Regions from separate parts of the Gossypium hirsutum genome. Here region 1 is linked to region 2. A link is a contact called in public Hi-C data. All regions are on one chromosome and are shown on one strand. Each heading gives the region's core, a stretch centred on a gene start, on an enhancer-like site or on the middle of the called end of the contact. The rest is flanking DNA. Distances are from core to core; before and after follow the strand shown.

The links. A called contact is a pair of places that touch in the nucleus more often than the background predicts.
Region 1: a Hi-C map of leaf shows a contact between it and region 2, with 1.9 times the contacts expected there. The contact joins the promoter of LOC107925686 here to the enhancer-like site in region 2. A contact is called at or near these places in 11 of 34 Hi-C or Micro-C datasets (anther, callus, fibers and 3 more).

What each region holds. Positions count from the first base shown.
Region 1 is chrA12:17,337,977-17,342,282 of Gossypium_hirsutum_v2.1, forward strand. LOC107925686 reads right to left here and starts at 1,592. Exons shown (of 2, transcript XM_016856404.2): 1 at 937-1,592; 2 at 360-835. The coding sequence starts at 1,343. The coding sequence ends at 832.
Region 2 is chrA12:17,276,391-17,280,552 of Gossypium_hirsutum_v2.1, forward strand. No RefSeq gene overlaps it. Among protein-coding and RNA genes, the nearest start is that of LOC107925663, 54 kb to the right of the region's middle. Within about 2 kb of position 1,606, at least 5 of the 9 cell types and tissues checked have an H3K27ac peak or open chromatin away from gene starts, as enhancers often do. A contact at or near this core is called in fibers and leaf, where this site is marked.

The DNA of each region.
Region 1 (4,306 bases), core at 342-2,841, 62 kb after region 2:
ACCATTCAGATTTCAAAACTAGTTAATCCAATTTCTTGGCCGGTTTAAGTTATACTCCACTAGAGTCACTCTCAACTAGCCACTTGATTAAACCGGACTAAAGCTTTATACAGTCATGAACCTCGGCATGGTTGAGAGGCCTGTTGGCATTGGCATTGTAGATTAGACAATTAAACATGTACTGAAAGGGTATATCAACCTCGCTTTAGTTTAGATGACAGTCAATAGGTCTAAGATCGATCTCTGTGGTTTCTTCCTGGTTTTGTTATTAATATAAGGTCTCAAGGATGACTACCTGTTGAGCATCATAATCTCTGGTATGTATGTTAAAAAATTAAAATTCCCAACACCCTAATAAATTCCTTTTGAATTGAAATCAAATTAAGGCTACTGCAAAACTATGATACATTAGTTGGAATGGCTCTGAAAAATATGTAGGTGGCTTGACAGAAGGCAGAACTGCTGGTTCTGTGTAGTTCTAGCAATTCATTTGCCTTGGTTGTGTTTACAATTTTATACAAGTATATAATATTAAGCTTCGAAGGGAACGAAAATGGCGATGAACCCAATAACCAGTCCCAAACAAATGATAGAAGGACAATGCAAAAGCAACCAAAACGGCTGGTGAAGATTGAGAAATGAAGTCTTAGAGCTGAGCATAGCAATAGGCCATGACAAGTTGCCTTCAGTTCTAAATTCCAAGGAGCTGGAAAGGTTGATGAACCGGCTAACAAAGTTAGATGGAGATGGCTACTAGTACTTTCCTAAAGTGAAAAACACCAATCCAATCGAAAACCGTTGACTTTTCCAATCTATTTCAGATAATATTAGTCACCTTTATGAAAAAAGAATTGCAAAAAGCATTAGCCAAAAAAAAAAAATTCCCTGAATTAACCTGCAGATGAACATGTCGAATGTTACCACCCTGATCATCACCTGAGAATGAGTTTAGAGCGGCTTGAGGAGAGGTCAACACTGTATCTACCAAGGCCAGCACTAGCTTTAATGGCGAGAGAACACAAGTCTGGCAAGGTAAGGGGTTTATGAGATTGGGAGAGTGGCAACAAGAAGTAGATTTGTCCAGGTTGAAGGTCCTCATCAGCAGGCATTTGAGGCACACAAGTACCGATGGACATCGACTCTGAGCTGCAGAGGAAGCAGTCGGGGTTGAGGGAAATGATGTTGTTGGCTTGGATTGATTGCCTGAACTCTTGGACACGACCATCCATGTGAACCACCGTGGCTGCCATCGATGACCGTTTGGTTGCGCTCGATGATCCTCCTCCTCCTCCTACTGTTTTGCCTGGTTTTGAGGTTGAAGTTGAGGATACACAGGCACCCATTTAGGCTTCTCTAACAATTCTTTTTTATTGGTGTGTTTGAGGGAAGGCTAGAAAAGAGTTTGATGGAGAGGGCATCCATTACATTTATATATATGGGTAGTTTTTATATTATTAATTGTCGATGATATGCCTGCCTGGATGCAATACTTGGGGGAAATATTATGTAAAAAATTTCCCCAAATGAAATTTGATGTAAAGTGTGAATTTAAGTTGTTAGATACCGAAACCTCCGTAGTGACAAGAATTTCAATCCCAGTGCGACTTAGCTCATAGTCCCTTTTCTATGGACAAATGTCAGTCGTTGAATTATACACAGTATTTTAAGTACTACAAAATTCCTAAACCCTTAAATATAACTTTTAATTTTAAATTAAAAATATTCCAATGGCTAATAACCCTTAAATAAAATCTTGAATACAAAAAAAAAAGTTTTATTTTCTATTTGATTGTGTATTAAATGTGCTTAAGTATTTTTTTGTGTTTTCCTGGTAAGAAAATTACAAGCCACTAAGGTCACTTCATAATGCAAATTAAAGTCACATTTGGCATAAAAGCCAAAAGGCAACTCACCGGCACTTTATTTTGTCTTCTAGTTTTCTGCGTCATGCCCATATATGTATTAGGTACACACTTCAACAAATTAACCCTAACTTCAGTTCCATTCGCTTTGGTTTTATTTTTTAAATAATTTGTTTTGATTCTATTTTAAAATAAGTTTTGTACAAGATTTTTGAAGTTTTTTAATTTCACAATATATTTTTATATAATATTTTTTAATTATTTTAAATATAAAATATTTATTTTTATATCGTAAAAATTAAAATTTAATCTATTGTAATTATGAATTTTTTTAACTTGTTAACCAAGACTATTTAAAACACAACAATTTAGATCGATTTTCGATTTCTCAATTTCTTTTCCCAGCCTTACAACAAATTGCCAAATCTTAAGCGTTTTATTTTCTAATTTAATGCATTTAACATATCTAATTATTTTTGAGAGATTATATTTTTAGAATTTAAATCTACGTATTTACAATCTCATTCATTATTTTCAAAATATGATATCATGATAATTAATATCGTGTGGGTAAATATATTTATTAGTATAATTTCAGATTTATGACTAATTTTGCATATACATAAATTATTTTTTAAAATATTTAACATAAAAATAATTTAATGGTTAAATTTGAATCCCATCTCACAAGTAACTTTATGCACAATAACAAAAATAGTGCACAGTTTGAAAAGGATAATCTATGCCCACTATCCACTATGTTCATATCTTGTTTGACAAAATAGGGAAAAAGGAAACCGTGGAAAAGGCAAAATGAATGTGGTCCATTTATTTATCTTATTATATAATAAATTTTGACAATCTCATTTGAAAGCTTCAATAATTAATTGCTTCTTTTTTTTTTAAAGAAATTAGAAATTAGATATCAAAATCAAACAATTAATTATAATTTGGACCAAATACCTAAATAATATCATTCTTAAATTATTGGTACCTTGAAGTCCAAGCAAGGTTCAAAAGATTTTTTTTTTCCTGCTAATGGAAAGTGAAATCCCATTGAATCAGCATAACCCAAAGTCCATTTTCTAATGCTATGATGTTTCCCTATATAACTAATGGGCAGCAACAAATTGAAAGCTATATATCTGTTCAGTCATTTTCAAAAATAAAAATAAAATAAATAATGGATTCCCCCTTTTCATTAATTTATATTTTTAAGGGAAAAATTCTCTTTAGTACCTCTTAGTTTCAATATTAAGCAAATTAGTCCCTTATAAAAAAAATTTAAAATAATTTGATCCCTGTCAATTTTGAAAGTAAGCAACCAAGGACAATTAATCACAACTATCAGTTGTACATATTATTTATTGGTATAATAATAAATTTAGTTACATATTTTGTAAAGTTAGCCTTGATTTAATAAACTTAGTCCACAATATTTATATGTTTTAAGAATTTGATCTTGATTTAACAAATTTAGCTTGTAACATTTACACATTATGTCAATATTTATACAAAATGTATAAATATCAAAAACTAAATTTATTATTATATCAATTAAAATTATGTACAGTAAACAATTGCTCCTTAAAATGTCGGAGGTTGGAAGCGTCTATGGTGAACAAAAGAAGATGAGCAACAAGACAGACAGTCTACATTGCCCCCATTTCCATCAACAATTGTTCAAATGATCCTCTACTAATTTTCTCCTATATCCCCCCACTTTTATTTGTTTTCTTATCCCCTTGTCAAATTCATGCTTGTCTATATCCAACCTTTTATGTCATTTTCTTACCAAAATTTCCTTCTCTCCCACCTTAATTTTTGATATGTTTCAATCACACCCCATAATGCACTGTCTTGAAAATCTTATAAGCTTACAAAAATGGATTAGATATATGATTTTAAAGTTTAGAATCAAACGCCAAATGAAGCTTAAATTCGATGTAACCTAAGCAAGTAAGCTTATGGATATTTCAAGTGACTATAACCCTAAACTTTTGATGATTAAGAAAACTTGGGTTTGGTGGCTTTGTTTTGAACTTTATCAACTCCTCCACCATGAACAAATAAATGTAGAAAACTCATATGCTTTTGAAGCTCCACAATATGGCCTTTTTAGATGCAAAAGTTTGGACCACTCTTTTATTCTATACTCCTATCATTGTATGTAGTCATAAAACAATATTCTAGTTGAGCATTTAAGTGTTTTAACTATGCCAATACGGTCCCCTTGTATCTACGCTTACATAGGTTAATAAAATACCTAGAGATCTCCCCTAAAACCAAAAGGAAAAAAGTGAATATGCTCCAAATAGAATAGGGGGAAATAAAGGTATGATGTTGGCCATGCAATTGTACCTGCTCCATCATATATTTTGATGTCCAAAATTTTAAGTCGAGATGTATTGCATATTTGTCACCAAACCATAAGTTCACTAGTT
Region 2 (4,162 bases), core at 356-2,855:
AACTTGTATTTTCATATTATTAAACAAGTGTTCGATTCTAAAATTTGTAATTTTTAAAATTTTTATCTAAATATGATATAAAAGCATGAAAAGACAGAAATTTAATCATAATAATTTTAAATTTAATTTCAAATAAGATGTATTTCTATAATTTTGTAGGTGAACTAACCACCCGATTAAGGGTGAAATAGCACAATAAAATACTTAAATATAAATATTAAATTAGATAAATAATAACTCTAAATTATCATAAGCATAAACTTAAATTTTAATTTATATATAACTCTAACTTAAGTAAATAAAGTTTAATTATATAACCTTTAAAAACTATTTTGTATACTACTTTTTTTTTATTTTTAACTAATAAATCTAAATTATATTAGAATTATCACCATTTTTTTAATAAAAAAACCTACCATATACGCTTTTTAACTGATAAATCTAAATCTAAATTATATTATAATTATCTCAACATTTTCTAATATAATTTCCGTAATTTATTTCTTTTTGCAACTTTTTTTAATTATATTAGAATTATCATAAATTTTTAATATTACTACCAATTAAAGCTATTAACTAACAAGAATGGTAGGGTTTTTGTTGCGTTATCTAAAAGTCAAATTCTAGATTTGTTCTTAAAAGTCGACAGCAGAATAATAAGAAATTCAAATATTAATAATAATAAAACACGGAAAGAGCTTTGCTTCAAATTCAGGAGTAATGTGATTACTGGTACAACTTAAGTAAAAAACAAATAAACAAAGCATATATGTAAAGCAACAATGACCCTTTGCTTTTCGATGATTTGGGAGAAAGGATATAAAGCAACAGAGAGGGTTTACATTACAATCAAAGATGAAATCATCAGCTAAAGCTGCAAAATAAATACAAAAGAATCCTTATCACTCTCAAAACACTTCTCTGTCAGCAACAGATAAGTGTAGCAAGTAATGTCACTTTCACTTGTGTTTCCCATTTTCTTGATTTGAGAGAATAAAAACTTAAGGATTCATTAAATCAATTTATTACTTTCTGGGGCACGTTAGAGAAAACTTGATAATGGTTTTTAGGGATCATCACCAATCAAATAAAATGATTGATGACACTCCACTCCAGCTTCTATGCTCATCTAGGTTGACATTTTTAACCCTACTCTTGTATGCGTTGGATGGAGAGGGAGGGTGGTCCTGAATCCAGAATATCGGTCCTTTTTTCTCCGACCACTCATCCAAAATCGCTTCACCTGGGTTTTTTATAGGCACACAAACCTTGTATCAGACAATTCAATGAATCGCCTTTTGGGGCAGGTACGGCTTCTGTCTTGTTTGTGGGGTATATAAATGGTAAATTCAATGCAAGAGAAACGGACGATAACTTGATATTAGAGCTTTTAATTTTCACATTCATTATTTAGAAATGAACCTACACAACAACAGATGCCAGATGACTCTCCCCACCTGGAGGTTTGGGTTTGGGCCAAAATGATGCACCCAGAGTCACAATTCTAGATAGGCTCTGCTTCTTCCTACGATAAATGGTTGGGCACACAGATGAGGCTAGATGGATTGGCATTGCCTACAATTTCCTACTCATTGGAGCATGCCACATGGTCTAATTAATGTTCTTCGCCACCAGACCTCGAATGCCCTTTTTGGAGATTTGGGCAGTTGTCACCAACCTTTACAAAGCTGCCCAACCGACCAAGCAGAATGCTCTGCTAATCATATTTCTAATAATGTTTTTATTTTAATTTTATAATGGTTAAAAAAATTTACAATCTTAACTCGATTAGAATAAGTATTATTGTCAATGAGAAGGACGTAGGTTCGAGTGTGTTAAAGCGCATTATCCTACTATTTATGGGTTGAGAATGGGCGATAAATAATTCTAGACATTGTGTCAAATACAACAGATATTATCAAAGTTTATAATGAGATTAGATAAATAAAATTATCACCTATATTTCTAATATTATTTTTTAAATTAATTAACTAAAATTATAATCATTTTTTAAATTTAATTTAAATGAGTATTGTTTTATTATTATCACTTATATTTGAATTTGAATATATTAAATTCAAATAAAAATAGGCCTCCATGTTTGTTGGGAGTCTGAAACCTTATAATATAATATAAATAGTTTTCTTACCTACGAAATATACGGGTTGATTTTACGTATTAATTAAAATAATATAACGAAGAAAACAAAAATAGAATAATATAAAATGTTTAATTTCATGGTGAGTTCATCAAATTAAAAGTAAACTAACTTTCACAATGCACGGATTTATCTTGTTAGATTTTAAAAATAAATTTCACAAATTCATAATTTTTTAATATATATAATATATTTATACATAATATAAACTTAGAAATTGAAAATAATAATAGATAAAAGAAATAGTAAACGTACAAAATCATTACTTCAATTTAATCAGGGGAGAGGTAGGTTAAAACAGAAAATTTTTCATTTAGGCCTCTTTATAATTTATAAAATTTTAAATTAATAATTATAAAATTACACTTTAACCTTTCAAAAATGATAAAAGGTTAATTTAATTTTTTCAAAATTATAAAGATTTAGGTTATTAAAATAATGAAATTATATTTTTACTATCACAAAAATATATAATTTAATTCCGGCCCCTAAAATTAGTTGAAAGACATATTCATTAACATTTTAGTTACAATGCAGTTATATGAATTTATTAAATATATTGGTAAAAAGGAGAAAGGCTAAGCCTTATTACAATATATGGAACTCCTATTGTATCACCAAGTAAATTTGATTGGTTAAGCAGATGATAAATCTTCACTTCCCAAGCCTTAGCCGCAAAGCTCACGAATATGCTTTGTAAATTAGTTTTCAATTTCATTATATTTATACTTGTAAACATTTTAAACCTATTTAAAAACATATTTAATCATGTAACTCCAAATACATGAAAGAATTGATGCACTCCTTCTTGAATTCTAAGTAACACTAACTTCAATTCTCCACTTTTACAGGAAATGGAAATGAACGGTGTTGAAGACATCATTTATAGCTTAATACAATCTTCAAAATGATGGCAAATATATATAAATCGCAATTTAAAACTATCACATTCTTTTCAATGGAAATGGATTATCATTTGCTTATGCTTAAAACAACAAACTTCTTTTTATATATAATAATATTAGGAGTAGGGGTTGGGGATAATAACGATTTAAACCAGTGCCAAACGAGTACCTGACAATAATTTTTTGTTGGAAAATATTGACATCACATACATAATAAGGGTAATTACATGTTATTATTTACTATCATGATAGGTTAGCCCAAATTAAAAGTGATCTAATTTGGTTAGAATTTTATTGGACTTTAATTATTAAATAAAGTATGGGTCAAATATGTGTAGATACTCTAGTAATTGAGTTCTAATTAAATTTAATTAATGATAGGCTAATTAGAATTTAATTAGAACTAATATGCAAGGTTATAAATATTAGGGTTATGATCCCCAAATTATACACAATATATATTTTCTAATATCCCATCATTAGGAAAAAGAGAGCAGATATTATCTGAATTTCTTGTGTGCTAATTTGGAAGATCAAATCCCTAAGATCCAATAAAACTTTAAGGAATTCATGGATTTAGGTACGCTTCCGCATCTAATTTTGTTCTTAATTTATTCTTGATAATTTGACATGATAGATCCTGGTCTATTAAGTTTTATTTCAAATTTATTTTACAAATTCTAACAAGTGGCATCTGAGCCTCCTCATATCGAATCATTGAGAATTGATTAAGGTTCTTTTGAATAATTGATTCTTGAAATTTCATGGGTTTATATATTGATTTTTGAATGTTTATATTAAAGTAATTTTTTTAAGATCTTGATTATCTTGAATTCATCTTAAAATTTTCGGGTTTTGTTTTAATTTTTTAATTTGAATGATTTTTGAATTGATGAATTCAATTACAAAAATTTTTGTGTTTTAATCTTTTTCTTGCGATTCAATTGTTTTCTTTATTCATGATTTGTGCTATTGTATTTGCAAAATCATGTTTTTGTCACTTTGTGCCTTTTCTTTGAAAGCATTATATTTTTTTTATTTTTTTAATGGTATAAGGAATTTATTCTGATGTTAAAAAAAAAGGTTAACATATACGCAT